Regions from separate parts of the Hordeum vulgare genome. Here region 2 is linked to region 1. Evidence: chromatin contacts called from public Hi-C data. All regions are on one chromosome and are shown on one strand. Each heading gives the region's core, a stretch centred on a gene start, on an enhancer-like site or on the middle of the called end of the contact. The rest is flanking DNA. Distances are from core to core; before and after follow the strand shown.

Region 1 (3,921 bases), core at 20-2,519:
AGAAGAAGGTAAGATCGTTTGGGTTCTGGTAGGCCGAAGGGGCGGATGCCTTGACGAGCCCCTTGTCGGTGCCATGATGCATGGATGCAATCCAGCAGACATGGACGCCGGACGTCTCCACCTTGGTGACGGTGCCAAACTTATGGTCAGGATTCCATGAGCCGTTAAGCCAGCGTGCCCCCTTGAAGAGGGAACCCGGGTCTGGTGCGGTGACGAGCTCCCCGGGGTCCAAGAGAGCGTTCATTTGATGGCGATAGAAAAAGGTGTTGCTGCCGGCGTCCACTTGTTTTAGCTTGTTGGAGTCTGCGTTGGTGACCCTGCAGACCGCCCCGTCATCGAACATCACATCCACGTCGATGGAGACCTCGACGACCTGGCCGAGCCACGGCCCGGAGACGACGAAGTCGCCGAGGTTGAAGCTCCGTACGCGCCGGAGGGCAGACGGGGACACGCCTGGGATGACATGTATCTCCCCGAGGCGGCTGTCGTGCTTGGCCAGGTCTAGCACGGTGGTGACGCCGGTGACAACGCCAAGCTGGCCGTCATCGCCGGACGCCGAGCCGACCACCTGTCCGGGCTGCAGGTGGCTCCTGTCCACCACCCTGAGGTCGCTGGCGTTCTTGTACACGACGGTGTTGTCGGCGAGGAGAAGCCTGAACGTGCCGATGTCCGCAGAGTCGTGGTCGTCCGCCTCGACGACGTGGGCCACGACGAGGCCATGGTGGCGGAGCGTGTGCCCGAAGCTCACGAGGTCTAGCAACTCAACATCGTGGGACGCGACAGCGGCCATCGATCTTAGCTGATTTTGTTTCCGGCGAGAGCACGCAGATTGCTTGTTGGATTGATTGCGAGGTGCTCACGGTGGTGTTGCAAGCTATAGCTAATAGCACCGGCCGCTGTCTGAGTAGGATTAGAATTAGAATTCCTATGCTACTCGGTCCGGTGAGTAGGATTAGAATTTGTATGCTACTCGGTCGTGTGCATAATCGTTCTGCTGACGGACTCTTTTGATGAACTGCTGACGAACAAAAAAACACACAAGATGCCCACCACCACTCTCTCTCACCCGTTTAGCGGGCTGGGTTGGCCCCCGATCTCCGATCACCCAGTCCAAGCCTTTCCGTCCTCCTACTTCCATCCCGATCACCTTCTTCTTCTATAAGTAAAGTCTATGCAGGGGCGCGATGGCGGCTGACGGGGGAGAAGACATGGATCCTTGCGATCCAGATCTGTGCTACTTGGAGCCGCTGCGGACTGCCCTTGCCCAAACTAAGGTACACCCCTCTCGCCCCAACCAACCCCACTACTTGCATACTTTCCCTTACCGAAGAAATCTTTCAAACTGTGAATAAAAGCTGAAAATTCAGAGAAGACAGGTGACTGAATGTGTTCATATTTTACATAGAAAAAAATGTAGGGGATGACTGAATGTGTTCCAATTCTCATTCATGGGGAGGGGGTGAAAAATAACTAGCAAAGAATAACATGACTGAAAAAGTGCTAGTACAATCCTTGTATGACTGAAAAAATAATAATTGGAGGATTAGAATCTTACGTGCATAGAAAGAATGAAGACTGACATTGACCAACTGAAAAAAAAACTACACATGGAGACTGCAGACTCCATCCCCTAAGATAACATGTCCCCCCTGTGTGGTTGATTCAACAAACAAACAAAAGCTTATTCATGTTAGAGTATTGAATTTCAGATAGTTGATAGAGCGAACAGTCACATAACTCAGGCTTAAAAACTGAAAAACAGTGAATATCATGAGGGGAATGGAGCACATGCTGATACTAGAGCTATGAAATTCAGATATTTAAATAGATCCAATTTCAGGTTTAGTACTGTTACTAAAAACTGACATACATAAAAAAATAAGATAAGAGACTAATGAGATACTGAAAAAACTTGCAACGCAGGGTTCCGTTGCTACAGGTGGAGAACACACATCTGAAACAAATAAAAGAAGCATGCAGGCTGAACCGGGCGAAGCATCTGAGGGTGATGCTGCTTACGATCCATAGCACAACCACCTGGAGCCACCCCCAAGGGAATCATCTGAGGTAACAACACACTACCCTCCCTCCCCTTAATTTTCATTTATACATACATGCTTCACTTATGTGATCAGCTTACTTGTGAATCATTTTATACATAAGAAAAGTGTATTAGCTAGATAAAGCTTGTGTCCCTGTTGTTCCACTTTGCAGAGATGATCTCAATAAAAAACATGATCACCTTCCTGTAGAAAAATGGAAGAAACTGTAGACCAACTGAATGCAGGCTACCACTTTCTATGTTTATTTTAGGAGATAAGGTTTTTCTACTCATATGGTTTGGCATTAAAAAGAACAAACTTCAAGAAATGGGTGTGCTCTCTCTAAATATGACTCATGATGGATCAAAGACTGACCTACTGAAACTAAAACAGAGAGAAATCAAAACAAAAAACAAACTGAAGCTAACTATAACATGACTGAACATAGGAAGATAAAAATACAAGACTGAAAACGGACACTAAAATTAAAGAGACAATGATAGAAAAAGTACATGAATACCGGAGACTGAACAGAACTAAATACTAAATTATCTGATAAATTCATACTAAAAACTAAAGCAATAATACTAACTACAACATGACTGAAAGCTAACTATGACTGATGACTGAATACTAACTACAACATGACTGAACATAGGCAGATAAAAATACAAGACTGAATACTAACACTACAAGATAGAAAAAATTACATGAGGACTCAATGCCCGACAAGTTAGACTGAGCAGAACTGAATACAAATATATCTGATAAACTAATACTAAAAACTAAAGCAACAATGATAGAAAATGTAAACTGAAAAATGAAAAATGACAAGTTACACTGATCACTAAAAAAATCAACACTAAAAAAATAATGAACAAGCACAGAGACAACAATGATAGAAAATGTAAAATGAAAAATGAAAAATGGCAAGTTACACTGATCACTCAAAGAATCAACACGAAAAAAAATATGAACAAGCACAGAGACTGACCAAATCTGAATACGATAACAATAAACTGACATAATGACCGAATAACTGAAAACTACAGAAAACTGAAACCTGAATAAGAATGAAAATGCCAATAAACCTAAAGATGCACTGGTGAAGACTGAAACTGATAACTTAAAATAATACAACACAAAACTGAACCAAAAATGACACATAACAACGAAAATACTGACATATACTGAAATGTAAATACTATATGATGGACTGAAATAATAAATAATGAGGCTGAATACTCCAGCGCTAAGGATTGATCAAAAAATAACCGATCGCTGGCCTGCGAGCCGTAGAACTGATGAAAAGAGACTAATGAAATAAACACTTATGAAAAGGTAGTGAACAACACTCAGAAATGAACTAAATTATCTGAATAACTGATAATGACTGAACAACATAGGACATAATGAAACAGTGATGACTGATGAAAAGAGAATAATGAAATAAAAACACCGAAATAATGATGAAAAGGTACTGAACAAATAATGATAATGAAAACTCCGTCAAAAAGGAAAACGGAAAAATGACAAACTGAAAAAAAAAAACAAATGAGAACCTGATATGTTCATATTCTATTCATATCTCTTATTCAGTTCATATTCTATCTCTTATTCAGTTCATATTCTATCTAAAAAAATCGCTGGATTTTACAGGTCAATGGAAGTGCGAATGAGGGCATGCAAGTGTGTTCATGGAGGTAAAAAGAGGAGTGATAAAAAATATATTTCTATTTGCGTGCAACCTTGTGTGGAACTAATAGAAAAACATTTTTGTGCATGAAGCAGCCAAACTTCTCTTATGTGGCGCTGTTGAAGGGTTATATTGACCTAAATGGAGCCTATCAGACAACCAATACCCAGGTGCTAAAAACTT
Region 2 (4,036 bases), core at 908-3,407, 190 kb before region 1:
GTTCCACACAGCATCACCCTCCTGCAGGTCCACCAACACCGGCGCATTCTCGAACACCACGTCCTGCTCCCACATCCACCCTCCGGACCCGAACCCCTCAGTCACCATGGCCGACATGTTCCTCGGCCCTGAAGAAGAAAGAGCAAAAAACTAGATAGCTCTACAAGATTCGCCGGGCGGCAATAGGGCCAAAGGTTCCGCAGGATTGCGGCAGCGAGATATGGGAGAAGGAGAGGGGGGAGGGGGCCGGAATGGCTACGGGTTTAGGCTAATAAATTGGGGAGTTTCGATAAGAGAGAGGGCGCAGGGGAGCGGCGGAGCAGATTTATGGGCGCCAGCAGGATAAACTATGACAGAATGTCAAACCTACACGCGTCCATTCTCAAATGGAAAGCAGAAGCGGTGGCGGCAGCACATTTAAAGAGCAAATATCTGAAATATACTCAGCACATTTAAAGCAAAGATTTCCAAACTAGACAGCTCTACAGGATTCGCAGGGCAGCAATACAGGTCAGAGGTTCCTCAGGACTGTTGCGGCTAGATATGGGAGGAGAGGGAGTAGGGGGCTGTATTTCTGCGGGTTTAGGGTAATAAATTGGGGGGTTTCAATAAGGGAGCGGAGGAGCAGATTTACGGGCGCCAGCAGGACAAACTACGACAAACCATCAAACTACATGCGTCCAGTCACAAATGGAAAGCAGCAGCAGTACATTTAAAGAGCAAATATCCAAAATACTCAGCACATTTCGACAATTAAATGAGTGGGTCAGCAGAATCGCCAATCAAATAGCAGTGATGTTTTACCTCCTAGCCAACCCAACCCACCAATCAGTCAAACATGTAGGCAGTACCGCTCGAAATCGCTCAATGAACAGATTTAAGGTGAGAGAATGGAGCTCAAAATGTGCTCGCTTCGCTGTGCAGACAATAAAGTTCCTTGCAAAGCATAACTCTAATTTCCAGATGCGCAAAAGGGAGCTCCACTGATCTATTCACACCCCAGTACAACGAGGAGAGAGCAGGTAAGAAACCCTACTGATTTCACTCACAGACCAGTACCCTGAGAGCAGACAAACTATGCAAGCATCAGATTTCCAGTATGTTCCCTGATATCATAGGACCATTACACGGATCAGATTCTCTAACAAAACTGTCAATTCAGCAAGCAATCAATCAATCACAGCAATTAATCAAATCAATCAGAGCAGCAAGCAGCTCAATTATTCGGTCAACGGAAGGAAAACGAAGGGAGGCAGGAGCGCGAACGAACCTGTGCTCGTCCTCTGTCCAGGCGATCCCCTTGCGGCGCTCCTGCTCGGCGGACTTGGACGAGCCCTTCTCCCCGTGGCTTCCCCCTCCTCCGCCGCTGCTCTTCTTCCCGCCCCCGCCGCCACCGCCGGAGCCCCCCTCCTCGCCGTCGCCGGCGTAGACGAGCAGCGGCACGCGGCCAGCCTCGATGCCGTCCACGTCCTCCACGAGGAGCTCGTAGTGCCGCCGGACCTCCTCGGGCGACTTGCCCTCGACGGCGTCCGCTATCTTGTCCCACATGGCCTCCCCCTCCTCCTCCTCCACCGTGGCCAGCGCGTTCTCGAACGCCTTCTCCTGCTCACGCGTCCACCCGCCGGCCCCGGCGCCGGACCCCTCCTCGCCCCCGCCGCTGCTGCTCGCCTCCTCCGCCGCCATGGCCGACCGCCGACCTGTTCCCCGGACGAAAGAAGAGGAAAAAGGCAACCTTGACAGCGCTCCGCGGGGCTCGCGGGGCGGCGGCAGGGGTCAGTCGGCCGGACGGATTGCGGCGGCGAGATAAGGAAGAGGCGGATTTGGTGTCGCTGCGGGGTTCGTGGGGGAATAAATTGGGGGTTTCCGGAAAAGAGAGAAGGGGGGGAGGCGGAGGAAGGAGGGGGATCTACCGCCGCCGCCGGAGGAGGATTTGTTACCGCGGGGCCGGGCGAGATATTTTCCTTTCACCGCGGCGCGGGGGCGGGGGCGGGGGCGGGGGAGGGGGACGGGCAGTGACTGCGGTGTCGGGCCTCCCGTGTCTCTGGGGGAAGTGGGAGTGGCGCGGGGAGGAAGGAGACAAGCGAGGCTGGGTGGCCGCTGGCGACGCGGCGGCCGGGCTTTTTTCCTTTTCTTTCTTCCTCGGAGGCGCCCCCGGCCCCGGCGGCCGCCGGGTTTTTATTGTGGTCGTGGTTAATGGCCGCCTGAGCTTGACTTGATCGACATACGTATCAGTCATTTTCTAGTTTTAGAAACCGGTAATTACGTGGAGTATGTATACATTTTTTTAGACAGGCCTTTTTTTTTACACAATACAGAGGCAATTGCTCGTACATACGCGCATAAATTCATCTTATAAATACACACACATATAGTCCCTCCGTACCAGTGCATAGGACACTTTAGAAGGTGCAGAGCGACCAAGATGGTAGCTGATTGGAGAGCAACAGAAAACAAGGCCGGTCATCCTTCCAATCAAATCGGATGCAGTATTTAAGTGGGTGTCTTTTTAACTAATTACCGAGTAGACGCACCCAATGCAAAGGTACTAAGAGGCAGCGAACGAGGCTTGGAGGGAAACGATGAGGGAAGTTATTGAAGCACCCTTAAGCGTTTTGAGAAAATCTGGTTTTTGTAAAGTGCCCTATGCACTGATACAAAGGGAGTACTATTCTTATGAACACCTAGAAAAGACTGATGGAACCCACTAAATGTGTATCATCAAAAATTCTAAAAAAAATTAAAAATTAATGCGAGCATCAGGACTTGAATCCTGATGGGTTAGGGTTGCCACTATCCCTCTAACCATTCAATTACAGAATTGATTCATTTTTTAATAAAACATGTTTTTATCTCGCTTTTATTATAACAAGAAAATCAGCAAATCCACACAACAAATTCACATTGTAGGCAAGAAAATAAGTCAACTGAGACAACGACACAAACATGCAAAAAGTAAAATATAGGTTCGCCACTCAAGCCCAAGAGCCTCACGAACAAAGCTTTAATGAAGTGTGCAACATGACAGTATAAAAAAATATGGGTCTCAGACTCGGAGACACCGCAAAGGGGGCATAGCCCGTCGCGAGACGCATCTCACTTGGCTACCTTCGCCTGTGAAAGAAGATGATCACACAAAAGCTGTCCATATGAAAATATTAATATTCATCGGAAGGGGCACTTTTCACAAAGGGATGGTCAACATAAGAGGCAACGCATGGTAGAGGACACGATAAGTGGAGTCAACAAATAAGAACCTGGGTGGGGCCAGATGCTAAGAAATAACTTATGAAGTGTCGGCCAACATCGGTAGGAGGGTCGTCCGTTCAAGATATAGTCTCCTCACGGCTAGAGGTTTGGCAGAATGAAATGTTCCAACTCCCATTATGGACTGTCGAGGCAATGAAAAGCATTAGGTTCGAGCAGATCACAAAAAAAGATTAGGGAACTCGGCGTGAGGCGGAAATCTACAAAGCCACGGGTCCAGTGAGAAAGAGGATCGTTTCTCCATTTCCTATGGAGATGATGAGCCCGGGGAGAAACTCGTGTTTGATCGACTAGAAAGACTTCCAGATCCAGGAATCCTCACTGTGGTCATTACTCATTAGTGAGGAGGTATGCTCTTCACGTATTTTGTTTTAATAAGTTGCAACCATAAGTCCACATCATTCCTAAGAATCCACCACACGTATCTCATCATAAGGTTTACATTCACGTAGTGGGATGCGAGAATACCTATAACCCCTCAGTCCTTAGGCAAGCAGATTTAAGCCCACTTAACCATATGGTATTTCTCAGGCACATTGGTCATGTACGAGATGAATCACAAGAGATCCTTGTCAAAGGTGCTATGCACGCCTTCTGGCAAAATATATAACACCAATATACGTGGGATGATAGAGTGACAAAAGTCGATAACATGTATTTACTCCCTTTGCAAGTGAATCTCCCATGCCATGGCTCCGACTTAGGCGCAAACGTCGCATAAGCAGGTCAAAGTCCTGGATCAGGATCTTATAATCAGACAACGACATTTCCA

Evidence for each region. Hi-C and Micro-C count contacts between places; a contact is called where the count stands out from the background.
Region 2: a Hi-C map of leaf shows a contact between it and region 1, with 4 times the contacts expected there. The contact joins the promoter of LOC123428351 here to the promoter of LOC123428900 in region 1. A contact is called at or near these places in 1 of 6 Hi-C or Micro-C datasets (leaf) and 1 of 1 datasets of contacts at active chromatin or transcription factors (embryo).

Annotation. Positions count from the first base shown.
Region 1 is chr2H:646,560,472-646,564,392 of MorexV3_pseudomolecules_assembly, reverse strand. It overlaps LOC123428900 (probable ubiquitin-conjugating enzyme E2 23), which reads right to left and starts at 1,269. Exons shown (of 3, transcript XM_045113004.1): 1 at 1-1,269. The coding sequence starts at 790. It overlaps LOC123431192, which reads left to right and starts at 3,700. Exons shown (of 5, transcript XM_045115026.1): 1 at 3,700-3,745; 2 at 3,834-3,908. The coding sequence starts at 3,740.
Region 2 is chr2H:646,754,956-646,758,991 of MorexV3_pseudomolecules_assembly, reverse strand. It overlaps LOC123428351 (transcription factor SRM1-like), which reads right to left and starts at 2,157. Exons shown (of 2, transcript XM_045112552.1): 1 at 1,271-2,157. The coding sequence starts at 1,683.